2 separate regions of the Mus musculus genome follow, and region 1 is linked to region 2. Evidence: chromatin contacts called from public promoter capture Hi-C data. All regions are on one chromosome and are shown on one strand. The core of a region is the stretch at or near the end of the contact, and the rest is flanking DNA. Distances in the headings are between cores, read along the strand shown.

What was found. Promoter capture Hi-C pulls out the DNA fragments that hold promoters and counts their contacts.
Region 1: a contact with region 2 is called in a promoter capture Hi-C map of hippocampal neurons, with 9 times the contacts expected there. The contact joins the promoter of Gabrg3 here to the enhancer-like site in region 2. A contact is called at or near these places in 10 of 39 promoter capture datasets (the 3T3-L1 cell line, 3T3-L1-derived adipocytes, the HPC-7 cell line and 6 more), 1 of 484 Hi-C or Micro-C datasets (uterus) and 3 of 115 datasets of contacts at active chromatin or transcription factors (astrocytes, forebrain and stem cell-derived neural progenitor cells).

Annotation. Positions count from the first base shown.
Region 1 is chr7:57,384,082-57,390,017 of GRCm38.p6, forward strand. Gabrg3 (gamma-aminobutyric acid (GABA) A receptor, subunit gamma 3) reads right to left here and starts at 3,134. Exons shown (of 10, transcript NM_008074.3): 1 at 2,640-3,134. The coding sequence starts at 2,692. It overlaps Gm9962 (predicted gene 9962), which reads left to right and starts at 3,191. Exons shown (of 3, transcript NR_033504.1): 1 at 3,191-3,313.
Region 2 is chr7:56,354,590-56,360,815 of GRCm38.p6, forward strand. Oca2 (oculocutaneous albinism II) reads left to right here. Exons shown (of 24, transcript NM_021879.3): 19 at 2,514-2,641. Among named protein-coding and RNA genes, the nearest start is that of Oca2, 120 kb to the left of the region's middle. Within about 2 kb of position 2,557, at least 9 of the 459 cell types and tissues checked have an H3K27ac peak or open chromatin away from gene starts, as enhancers often do. A contact at or near this core is called in hippocampal neurons, where this site is marked.

The DNA of each region.
Region 1 (5,936 bases), core at 1,884-4,383, 1.0 Mb after region 2:
ACATGCCTTTCTCCTGCCTTCCCTTTCTTTTCTTCCCCTGGTCTCCTCTTCTCCTGCCCTCTGCTCCACTAGTGCAGAAGCAGCAGGTCTGCGGCTCCATGGTCCTCCCTGACCCAACAGTCAACTGTACACAGGCAACATACTCACTGCCGTGTTAACTATATACACTCCTATATTCCTGCACAGTCCCAGAAAACTTGGCTACTTCAAGGGCAGGGAATATAAGGAGTCTCATTCTCCCTCTAGTGGTGAGAGGCGTTATCTGAAATTGCATAAGCTTCTTCCTCAGTGGCTAGGTAGGGCAGGTGGGAGTGCTGGGGATGAAGGCAGGGAAAGCAGGCCTGTTCTCTACCTCTCCTCCATGAAACCCCAGCTCTATCGTTGGCACAGGATGCCACAGTGGTCCCTTTTCCCCAGCTGCCAGCACTGTGCCTCTCCCAATCCAGAAGATGAACCCTTGCCCTACGCAGTGCCCTGAGAAAAGCTAATCTCACCTCAGGGGACCCACAAGCAGGTGGATGAAATGGGATTTCCTTTCTCTTCAAAATTCTACATGGGGCTATATATAACCTTCTGAGCACTCTGCGGCTCAGATTGCTGGATCCTAAACAGCATTGCTGCAATTAGCTTTTCCTTAAAAATAAAACAAACACATGCTCACTCCCCAGACAGTATCTTCAATCCTTACACCTTCTCATCATCAGAATGGCAGAGACAACATTCAAAGGTGTTTTCAGTATCAAAAAGAACTCCTGAACCCCCCAAATCAGTAACCATTGAAAGGAAGCACTGCATTTTCCTGTGCAATAAGCTCAGCCATGAGTGTCAGGGGCACCCCCTGTTGTAGGCAGGCACCCCCCACTGCAAAACCACAGAGCATCCTGTCGGAACTTATCTACAAGGGAACCATACCAGCTAGGCATCTTGAATGCTGAAGAGAATCCTCTAAAAACTAAAAAATAGATTGAAAGATGGATGGACCATTCAATTATTTACATGTTTGTAAAAACCCGTTTTTAAAAAAAATAGTAACCTCCTCAAAAGTGAGACATATAGCAATAAATACAAAATGGGTTCTTTTTAAACTGAGTTACAATCATAATTACCAAGACTGAAAACTCAATAGAGTGCATATTACATTAGTATGTGCACCTTGGCTGGAAAGGAAAGATGAAGAATCCTTGGAGATTGTGTGTCTTTGGGAATCTTCAGAAACCAGAGTGCTCCATCTTCTCTGGGAACATACATAATGATGAGGGAAACAGGCAGCTTTCCTTCCAGAACCGCAACTATAAATCTAAATAACTGACTGAACCCTGAACTGCAAGCTAGGTTTTTGAGTTGATGGCTATGGCAAGGGACTGGGTGATGGGACTGTAGCTTTCCTGATGCTTCTGGTGGTATCTGCCTCTAAACTAAGATTCCTCCAGGCACAATCTCCTTCAAAAGACACTTTCCACTGCACTTTCTAACTCCCTCCCTGGAGAGAAGAAACTTTGGTGGAGAGGCCTCGGATCCTCTGCTTCCTGAATGACTGTTCAAGTCTCCAGTGTCAATTCAGGAAAAACAAGTCCTGGCCGGTGGGGCAGGACTTTATTTATGGTTGCAGTAAGAATTTGGGAAGCCCTCTCTCATAGTTTGGGGGGGGGGGTTATTAGGCTGTCGTCCGAGTTCCAGTATTTCACAAATGTGAATGAAATAAAAGCCTGTGACAGCTATAGGACCTGTGACCCTCAGGGATAGCTCCTTTCTAATTTGCTTTCTAAGCCAGGGAATTGAGAAATGTCAAAACAAGTGTGTTCTGGGAATGGGGTGTCCTCCAATTCCTAGGGTGACAGTTGGGGAGACAACCAGGAATTTCCAAAACTCAGGTTAGTTCTGCAGGAGCTAATCAGAGCACCAATCTAGGAGGTGGAATTAAACCATGTCAGCATCTCTAGTTGTGTTTATGGCAACAGGCTTTAACCCTTCTGGTGCCACTGTCCTTCTTCTGAGCCCTTCTCTGTCTGCGGGGTGAATCTTCTGTTAGCTGACTGGTGCTGGTTTGGGGTATTCACAGTGAGATAATTTCTTACAGCTTCAAGAAGCTTCCATGTGAACCGCAACCTGATTCTTTAATAGAGATGGGGTGCTTGTGTGTGCTGCTGTAGGACCTGGAGAAGAAGCAGGGCTCTTCCTGACCACCTGCCCCAGCCCCCTCCACTTTCCTCCTGCAAATTACCTCTTCTGTAATCTATATAGGGTGGTTGAGAAAACAGAATTCCTGGGTCCGGAGGTTTCTTTTCAGTGCTGGAACATATAGAGTGTTAACCAATGCATGTCAGAAAGCCCTTGGATAACTGATGAGAAAGATAAGGCTACTGCCTCATCATTTTGATTTCCCAAGTCCCTTGAAACCACCACATCCTATAATCACCCAAACAGTCCCCACACAAACCGGCTTGCAGAGGGCTGTGGCGGCCTTGGAGCTGAGGTCTGGACCTGGGGGAGACCTACAGGTGAGGAGGTGAGGTGCGGGAACCTTCCCTCTTCTGCAGCCCAGTGGACGGCGCGCACCTGGGACTGGCGGCCGGCAGACGGCGCCCCCCGCCGCCCTTCCGCCCCCGCCGGCCTCTTGGAAACGCCTGGGAGCCACTTACCGAGCATGCAAGCCCGAGAACAGGCAGAGGAGAAGCAGCAGCTTTGCAGCCATGGCTCTCCGGGAGCGGGTCCGAGGCCTCTGCAGGGCTTGGTCTCTACTTGCTCCGGCGCCTACTAGACTCCCACGGGCTGCAGCGCCCAGGGTTCTGCGGACTGGGAGGGACAGGTGTCTGCTCCGAGCGCCGCGTCCCCGACGGTCCGGCTCTGCGGGGCGCACACGAGCTGGGGTGCGTCCGCTCTCGGGAGCGATCAGCACGGGGAAGGGGGGGCAGCAGGTGGCCGGGCACCCTCCTCCCGCAGCCCGAGCCCCCCACCTCCCGGGCCGGCTCGGGGCTCTGCGCTGGGGCAGCTGCGCTCCGAAGCGTGGCGGGAGGTCGCGGTTGCCTCGGTGGTGCCCGCCGGCCGCGGCGGGGAGGAGTTTCCCCAATTAACACGCTTGGCAATGCCAGGCGAAGGCAGCGAGGTTTGAATGGACTCGGAGTTGGGAGGTCGGGAAGGGGGCGGGGCTGGTGGGTGGGAAGGAGAGCTTGGGGATCCCGCAAGGAGGCGCAGAAGGGGCCTGGGGACTGGCCCGTGTCATCGATGGAGTCATGGGCACTGGTAGTTTTACTGCAGCGCACCCACCCTGCTTGTCCCCTGTGCCGTGTGCCTTCTCTTAGGGACGCCATTGCAAGTAAGTGAGATGGTTTGCCAAAAGGCGATCTTCTCTAGGGTGGTGCTTGCTTACCTGAACTCCCCCTGGTGCTCATAACTGTGGCTTGCTGGGGAAGTCCCAACAATGTCCCCTTTTCGCAGAAAAGAGAGACTAAAACACTATCAGTAATTAGTAGAAGTGAAATGTTTAAGGCCAGAGAGAAGGCACCGGAGCCAGAAAGCAAAGGACCCTGTTGGATGGGACTGACGTTATTTTCATGTTCCAAACTGAAATTGCTTGTTTTTATTTGTAGGATCGTTTAGAAAGCTAATCTTTTGGCATGCAAACATTAACTTCAACACAAATAGGAATTTTACTTCCATAATTAAAAAAAAAAAAACCTTAGAAATATATTTTCAACTACTAATCATAGACACGACAGTTTCGTTAATACTGGATGCTATAAAGTACTTCCCTTGCAGCCAATTTGCCACCATCATTATAAGTAGCTATGCCTGCTTGCAGGAATGCATCAAGTTTGGGCCTGTGGATTGCTGGCTTTCTTTCACAGAAGGAGGGGTTGGGAAGGTCATTGGATCCTCACCTGATGTCTAAACACTTCTCCCAGTCATTTCTTTGCAATTTTGCCCCCCATTGCCAATAGTCTGTGTCTAGGGGAAGGAGGTACTAGAACACATAGGCTTGGAAAAACTAGAGCAAGGAGATGAAGAGACCATTAATCATGTTAAGTGAAGTTGTTTTGTGAGCACCCAAGATCCTGTCAGCAACCTCTTACCTCTGTAGGGTATGGCCAATAAACTCCAGGTCCACAGGCTAAACTGTGTGGGGGTGAACACTGTTTTGTTGTTAGGGCCCAGGAGGAGGGTGTTGACAATGCTCCTATCTCCCCAAGAGAAGGGATTTTAGAAACACTGACAGTAAGCTTTTTCATAAAATACAGAGAGAAGCAGGTTGAAGCTCTTGGGAATTCCCTCCCTTGTCTCTAGATTCTCAGGTTAAGAATCGTAAGCCTGCTGGAGGCTGGAGGCTTTTCTTGATAATAGCATTGCTTTTAACTAAGGATTGTGCTATCTTGGTTAATCCCAGGCCACTGCCTTCTTCCTGTGTCACCCAGCTCACCCCAATCAGGACATTTTTTTATCACCCCTCTTTACCTGCACTTATATAAGTCTGAATGCCTATGTCCCATGGAGATTCCTAACAGCCAACACCTACCTTCCTTCTTGAAGTTTCTATCAAACTCTCCTTCATCTCTAATTTCTGTACCATACAAAGGAACCCTTCAGAATCTAGTCAAAGGATGGTGCACAAGCATCCTGAGTCTCTAAACAAATGCAATCATGACTCAAATTTTCACTCCAAGGACTGGTTTCTAGGATCGCTGGGAATGCTAAATCTGTTACAGAACACGTGTTAAGATTTTCATAGACCTCTGGTATGGTTTAAGCCATCTCTAGATTATTTGTAATGTCTACTATGTATAAATGTCATGTAAGTAGTTGTTATGGTTGTTTATGGAATAAGAGAAATGCCTGTCTGGTAGTGATATGCTTTTTAAAGACAATATTTGTATTCAAGTGTGTTTGAACCCAAAGAAGCAGAATTCATAGTTACAGGAGAGCCACCTGCCTGTCATCACCACCTAAGTTTAAAAGATATTCTGTAAGAAAACTAAAAAGTAAATGTAGCAGTCTTTCATGCTTGCATTTTTGACATAGTTACAGGAACATAGGTAAAAATAATGTCAGGCATGGTTCCATGGGAGGAGCCAAGAGTCAGTGTGGTTGATTCATTCAAATTTTCACAGAATAATCCCACTGCATAAGTAGAGAAGAGTCCCAGGAGGTTAAATACCACCCCCAAGGCTAAGATCTGCATAATCACCCTTAGTCGCTGTGTCCATTGTCCTTAGAACACGAAGCAGGGCAGACACTCATTGAGTCTTCCTGTTATGCTATATTCTCATCAGTTTTTTTCAGAACATGAGTTGTTTACAATCTATTATACAGTACGGACAGACTGGCATTTGGATGGCTCTGTAAAATGTCAGCATAATGAGAGGTGTCCTGGGATTATATGTGTCTGTATTTATCACAACCTGTCAGTGGAATAGATGTGAGACCTGTGTACAGCCCCATGCTGGCAGGGTTTATTCTTTTCTTTGCTGCATAGGTTTGATGTGCTATTATTATGAATGAGTGACACCTGACCTCTTCTGAAGTTTGGAATGCTTTGCTCCACTTATTGGACACAATGGGCCAGCTTTACAGAGCTGAATATTTTACTGTAGAAAGCCTCCATGGTACAGCCTGGGGAAAAAATATTTTATGCTAAATGAGTCAGGAGGGATGAGGTATTCAAAGCAAGCTTTCTGAACATAAGTAGGAAAGCAAACTGCAAGGTCAAGAATCTTCAGAGCACCAGCTGTTAGCCTTTGATTTTCCTCCGTTGCCTAAACTGACCGGGCTGGGGTGCTTTGCTGAGCACGCACACTGCACCGTATACCCTCGCTGCTGGCCAGCTTCCTATCTTCGGCACCTGAGAAACTTAACAGCTCCATTTGGGTGAGCAAAATTCACTTCTCTTTTCCTCTGTAGGAAAATAAACAGGAGGGGGAGTTGCAGGGGAGGGAGGCTATGCG
Region 2 (6,226 bases), core at 1,307-3,806:
CAGCAGGTATCCACTGCAAGCAGCTTCTTGGTTGGGGGTGAGACTTTTTGTTCACTTCTCAATAAAAACTTCTTTTCGAGGGAAGATGTTCCTGTCTGCTGCTCACTGGTGATTTGTGCGTCTCTCCTTGGAGACTATGGCGATCTTTGAATACCTGGAGAGGTTTGGTTGTCAGGGTAACTTTAATGATCTGACTGAGTTGCACTTGTTGGCCATCATACAGACACTGTGAGATTTAAAACTAAGAAGCCTATCCCCTCTTCTCTGGCTTATTCAGACCTTTGACAGGAACCCATAGGTGCATTCTGCAAGGTTGGCCATGTTTCAGCTACAACTACCCAAGTACTACCACCTGCTCTTTTATTGTCTCTACTATGGTTTGAATAATGCAGCTAGTTTCTTATGTTGAGGTCACAGAGATGAAGAATTTGGAGCCAAGAATTTGGTTGCCCATCCACCTTTCATTTTTCATTTTCAATATCTTGTATCACAAAGGTTGGCACAAACACTAAGACAGCTGGCTTTTTAAAAGTGATTTTGATAGACACTATGCAACTTTCCAGCAACAGGTTTTCTGAAAAGTACATATAAACAGAAATATCTATTAGTTATCAGCAAAATAGTAAGCCATGTTTCAAGGCAATTATTAAACTCTGAAACCAAGTGATTAATATTTATTAATATGATTTTCTCCTGGACAATTAACCTTGACAATTTAAGTTGTATCAAACATACTAATATTTAGTTTTCTATGTAAGTTTTATTTTCCTTTAGCATTTGTAAGATGGGCAATTCTCACATTTGTTTTTAGAATACTAAATAAAGCTGTTTATATGTAAAGGCTTATTAGAAATACCAGGACTAGGGATTTTCCCTAAAATTCTGAATATCTCTATTTTGAGTCAACATATTAGAAACAATAAGGTCTGTTGACTATTTCATTTGTTATGGCCATGTTTCAAGTTTTCAGCATTTATAACTTAAGCAATGATTTTGAAAAATCTTGTTAGATATGATTATTTCATAAGCTTTTCAATTTTTTGTGGAAACTGTGTTTTGTTGTTAGGAAATAGTACAGCATATTAGAACAAAACTAAACAACATGGCTAACTAGTTTTTCTTTGACTATTTGCACAATATTACTTAAATGATGTACATTGCAGCTTTTCCTTAGGCCATATGCTTTGGAATAGAATAAGATATGTTGGGTAGAACATTGGTCCTACTATCTCAAAAGTTTTTCTTATTTGTTCTGTGTTTAGTATTGATCAATAGGGATCCTTTTGGACAGAGAACTAACATTTTTGATGCCATCAGATGAGCACACAGTTTCTGAATCACCTTGGCAAGACAGAAATGGTGGTTAGAGCTTAAATCTACTTCAAGTTCTGGATGGGAATGTGGATTTTGTTTGCTAACAGCTCAGTGAATATGTTGATCTTGTAGCTTCATCCATGGGACTGAGAAAGCTTCCAGTAGGAAGGAGAACAACAGAGTAAGGAGTAGTGAGTGTATACTGATGAGCCATTACACAAAACATACTCTGAAATATTTCCAATCACCTTATGTGACATGACTTGTGAGCTATAGTACCACAGTCCTCAGGCATCAGAAATGACTAGAACCTGACCAGATGTTGACCAAGATGAGAAGAGTCAATGAAGAATGTGTCTTTGACAATCAGGGAACCTGGGGAATAAGGGGACAGGCCTCATGACTCTGTGATCTCCAAAAGCAGCTGGATAAGTTTCTCAGGTCCAGGACAATTTGTTACCCCTTTTCAGGGTTCTGGTCACATAGAGGAAGGTCATTCTAGCTGTTAGTCTGTGAATATTTACTTACATTTGTTTGTAATAGCCAAGCACTAGAAACTATTGAGATGCTCTTAGTGGGAAAATGGAATGTACGTTATGGCATAGCCAAATATACCACTGACTGGTGAAGAACACTGAATTTAACTCACAATGTGAAAGGGAAGAACCTTAAAGTAATTGTGCTAAATGCTGCTTTTCTGTCAAGGTAATCTGACCACTGTCACATAAAAACATGCGCCATTAGATCATTTGGGAATGTGACAGCAAGAGTAGACCTTTGTATAAAATGTGTGAGATTTGGGGTTTGAGTTGAAGCATTAGGAGGAGGGAGGGAGGAAGAAAGAGATAAAAATACAAATCCTCATTCATAGAGAATACAGAGAATATAAATTGATCTATCGAGACAAGAGAAGGCTGTTCTGTTGGGAGTGTGCTAGCACACAGTGACAGAAGGATCTGGAGGGGGATAGAGCATGAATGAGCATGAGTTCTGCGGATGATGAATATGCCCATTATCTTGATTGCAGTGTTGGTTCATGAATGTATACATAAGCCAAAATAGAAATTATACTTTAAAATATACACAGTTTGCAGTACAGCATTGTTTTCAACAAAAAAATGTAAACCATTCAGAAGATAAATCATCCACTGGTGTGCTAGCAATGGTGTTTTACAGGCTGTATTTTGTCTGTTTTACAGGATGGATTGCTATTCTGGGTGCCATCTGGTTGCTAATTTTAGCTGATATTCATGACTTTGAGATCATTCTACACAGAGTAGAGTGGGCGACTCTTCTCTTCTTTGCAGCACTCTTTGTGCTGATGGAGGTAAGGCTTTGGAACTGTTACTCGATTTTAGATTTTTACATTTTGTTTGCAGAGTGAAGCCTAAGGCTGCACATCTTTCTACATATTCACTAAATGGGAAATGGTAATGATTAATGTTAAGGTGACCCGGGTTTTTATTTCTGACATTTAAATGTTTCTTATAAAAATGTTTATTTGGTTATTATTCTGTCTTTTTCTTGAATTGTTTTTGTGACATATACATTTGTTTTAATTCGCTAATAAAATATAATTTGCTCAAAATAAGTCTGGAGGAAATGGCTTACACTAGCAAGTTCATACAGCACAAGGATCTGACTTAGACGGCACAATACTGAATGAATACTGCTGTATAGGCAGAGAAAGACTACGTCAGAGAACATGTGATGCTATTATGTATTGCTTTGATTGGAAAGGTTTCTAAAAATTATTCACAATACGTATTTTAATCTTAAGACGTTATTTATAAAGTTGTGCCTTCCTCAAACAGAGAGGAAGAAAAATAGCTAGCAAAAATATGATTCACCAAAGAGTTCCTGACCAAGCATGGGTTCATTGCCTCCCTGTTGTCCCCTGTTATTATATTTTCACTTCTAAAGGCAGAACATTTCCCAAATTTCTCAGTAATGGCCTTTTTGACTCTTGCAAGTCTATTTTTTATTTTTTAAAAATTAATTTTAAAGTTAGCATACAAAACAATGGGTTTTATTATGGCAATTTCATGCAGGTGCTGTTCTTTTTTCTCATTCATCTCCCTTCTGCCACACCCTTCCATGATCTGCTCCACTCTCATTTGTCTCCTTCCATCTCTCAAGTAGTCCTCCCTTTGGCTTTCATGTCCCATGGATTCTCTTAGCCACTCCCTTTCTACCCTTCCTGGCTTCCTGAAAATCTATTCCTAATTTCACTCATGATCCCTTATCTGCAGTCATGACTCTACACACACACACACACACACACACACACAGACACACACACAGACACACACACACATGCACACGCACATGCAATTAAATCTATATTCTACATAGAAGACAAAACACGTGACACTTGTCTTTCTGGCTTATAGTGGTTTCATAATGGTCTTCCAGGTCCATCCATTTTCCTGTAAATATGATAGTGTTTTACGGCTAAAAATTTTCATTTTGTGTCTGTGATTATATAGCCATTGTGTGAGTCTCTGTGTGTATGTGTGTATTAGCACATACTCATTTGTTTATGGACATTTAGGCTGATTCCATGTCTTAGGTGTAGTCCTTGTGACTGGTTCAGCAGTAAACACCAATGTGTGTGATCTCTTTGGTATGTTAGTTTAGAATTCTTCAGGTAAATATGCACAAGTGATATACCTGGGTCATATGATAATTCTATCTATCTATCTATCTATCTATCTATCTATCTATCTATCTATCTATCTACCTATCTATCTATCTATCTACATCTCCTCCCCCACCCCAGCCCTTCCCTCTGAGAGGGCAGCCTCCCCCCGCAGTATCCCACCACCCTGGTGCATTAAGTCTTTGCCGGATTAGGTGCATCTTCTCTCACTGAGGACAGACAAGGCAGCCCTCTGCTACTAATGTGTTGAGGGCCTTAGACCAGCCTGGGTATGCTCTTTGGTTGGTGGCTCAATTCTCTGGGAGTTTCCAGGGGTCCAGGTTAGTTGACACTGTTGGTCTTCCTGTGAGGTTGTCATCTCCTAGAGGGCCTTCAATCACCCCATAACTCTTTCACAGGGGCCCTGACTTTCGTCCAATATTTACTGTGGTATCTGCATCTGTCTCAGTCAGCTGGTGGGTAGAACCTCTCAGAGGGCTGCTATGCTAGGCTTCTGTCTGCAAGCACAACATAGAAGCATGCCTCATTGGACAACAAGTCCTACAGAGGCAACCCATTCCCAGCACTAAACTTCTGGTGTCTCGTAGGATCATTGTTGATTCATTGTAGGAAAACTTAATTTTGGCTCTCGTTGTGTATGTGTATAGATGTATTTTAGGAAACTTCTAAGTAGTAGATTTTCATGTGAGGTTTGAAAAGTTTCTGGTGCTTTTTTTTCCCTTTCAGTTTTCCTCTCCTACTCTGTCCTCCCTCCTATATCACAATCTACCCCTTTCTATTCTTTAAGTCTCCTTTAACCCATTATGTCAGGATATTCTATCTTCCATCTCCTGAACAACTTTACCTGTAGGCCTTTAATAATTTCCTTACCTTTAGGGGCATTCCAAATAAAACACTCACATCTAAAGATTCAAAACTACCATCCACAGTGAGAGAAAGCATTTGACTTTTGTCTTTCTGAGTCTCTGTTACTTCATTCAGAATAACTTCAGCCACTTACCTTCTAATTCCATCATCTTATTTTTCCTGATAGCTGAGTAATAGCTCATTGTAGAAAATGCCATATTTGAATTCTCCATTCTTTAGTTGATGGGTATATTGACTGCTTTTGTGAGCAGAACATCAGTGAACATGGATGAGCAAGTACCTTTGCAGTAGGATATGGGATCTGTTGGGTTCATGCCCATAAATGGCATATCTGAATTTTAGTTTTAGTTTTTTGAAGAGATTCTAGCTGATTTCTACAGTTGTTTTATGGTTTACATTTCCACCAATGATAAATAAGCCTTCCATTTACCCCCATCCATGGGTTTGTTGTCATTTTCTTCATGGATGATGGCAATTCTGATTGTGGTTATATATAAGTGCAAAGAAGTTTTATTTTCATTGTTCTGATGCTAAGTATGTTTAAAAAATCAGATATTTATTGGCCATTTATAATTTTTTGCAAACCACCTTCAGTATACTGGCTTATTTACTGATTGGATAATGCATTATTTTGATGTTTAATATTTGAAGCTATTTGTATAATGTAGATATTAACTGCCTGTCTGATATGTAGGCAGCAAAATTTCCCCATCATGTATGCTATCTCTTCACTTTTATGCTCATGATTTTGCTGTGCAGAAGCCTTTTAATTTTGTATAATTCCTTTTTTTCATTTCTTGAGGTTATTTTCTATGCGATTGGAGACTTTGTTGAAAAGTTGCTTGTGCCTGTACCTTGAAGAATTTTACTATGTTCCTCTGAGCAGTGTCAGATTCTCAGGTCTTTCATTAAGGACTTGGAATCATTCTGAATCGATTTTGTGCAGGATGGGAAGCATGGCTTTAGTTTCAGTTGCCTGATTCAGAATGACTGTTTCTAGCTTCAGCCAGTTACCTTCTAATTCCATCATTTCTTTTTTCCTTTTAGTTTCTGTCCTCTGCATGTGGATAGTCAGTGTACCCTGAAGTATTTGCTGAAGAGGCTGGTTATTGTTGTTGTTTTATTTTCTCTATATTTTTGGCACCTTTGTTGGGATGCTATAGTTGTGTGAGTTTATTTATGAGCATACTGTTTTACTCCAATGGTTTATATGTCTGTTTCTGTGCCAGTATAATACAAGTTTTGCTATTATGCTTCTGTAATAGTATAGTTTGAGGTCAAATATCATGATGCCCCCAGCCCAATTCTTCCTGCTTCATCATGCTTTGGTTATGTGGATGGAATCTTTTATGCTTCTATGTGAAAGTTAAAAATTTTGAAAAT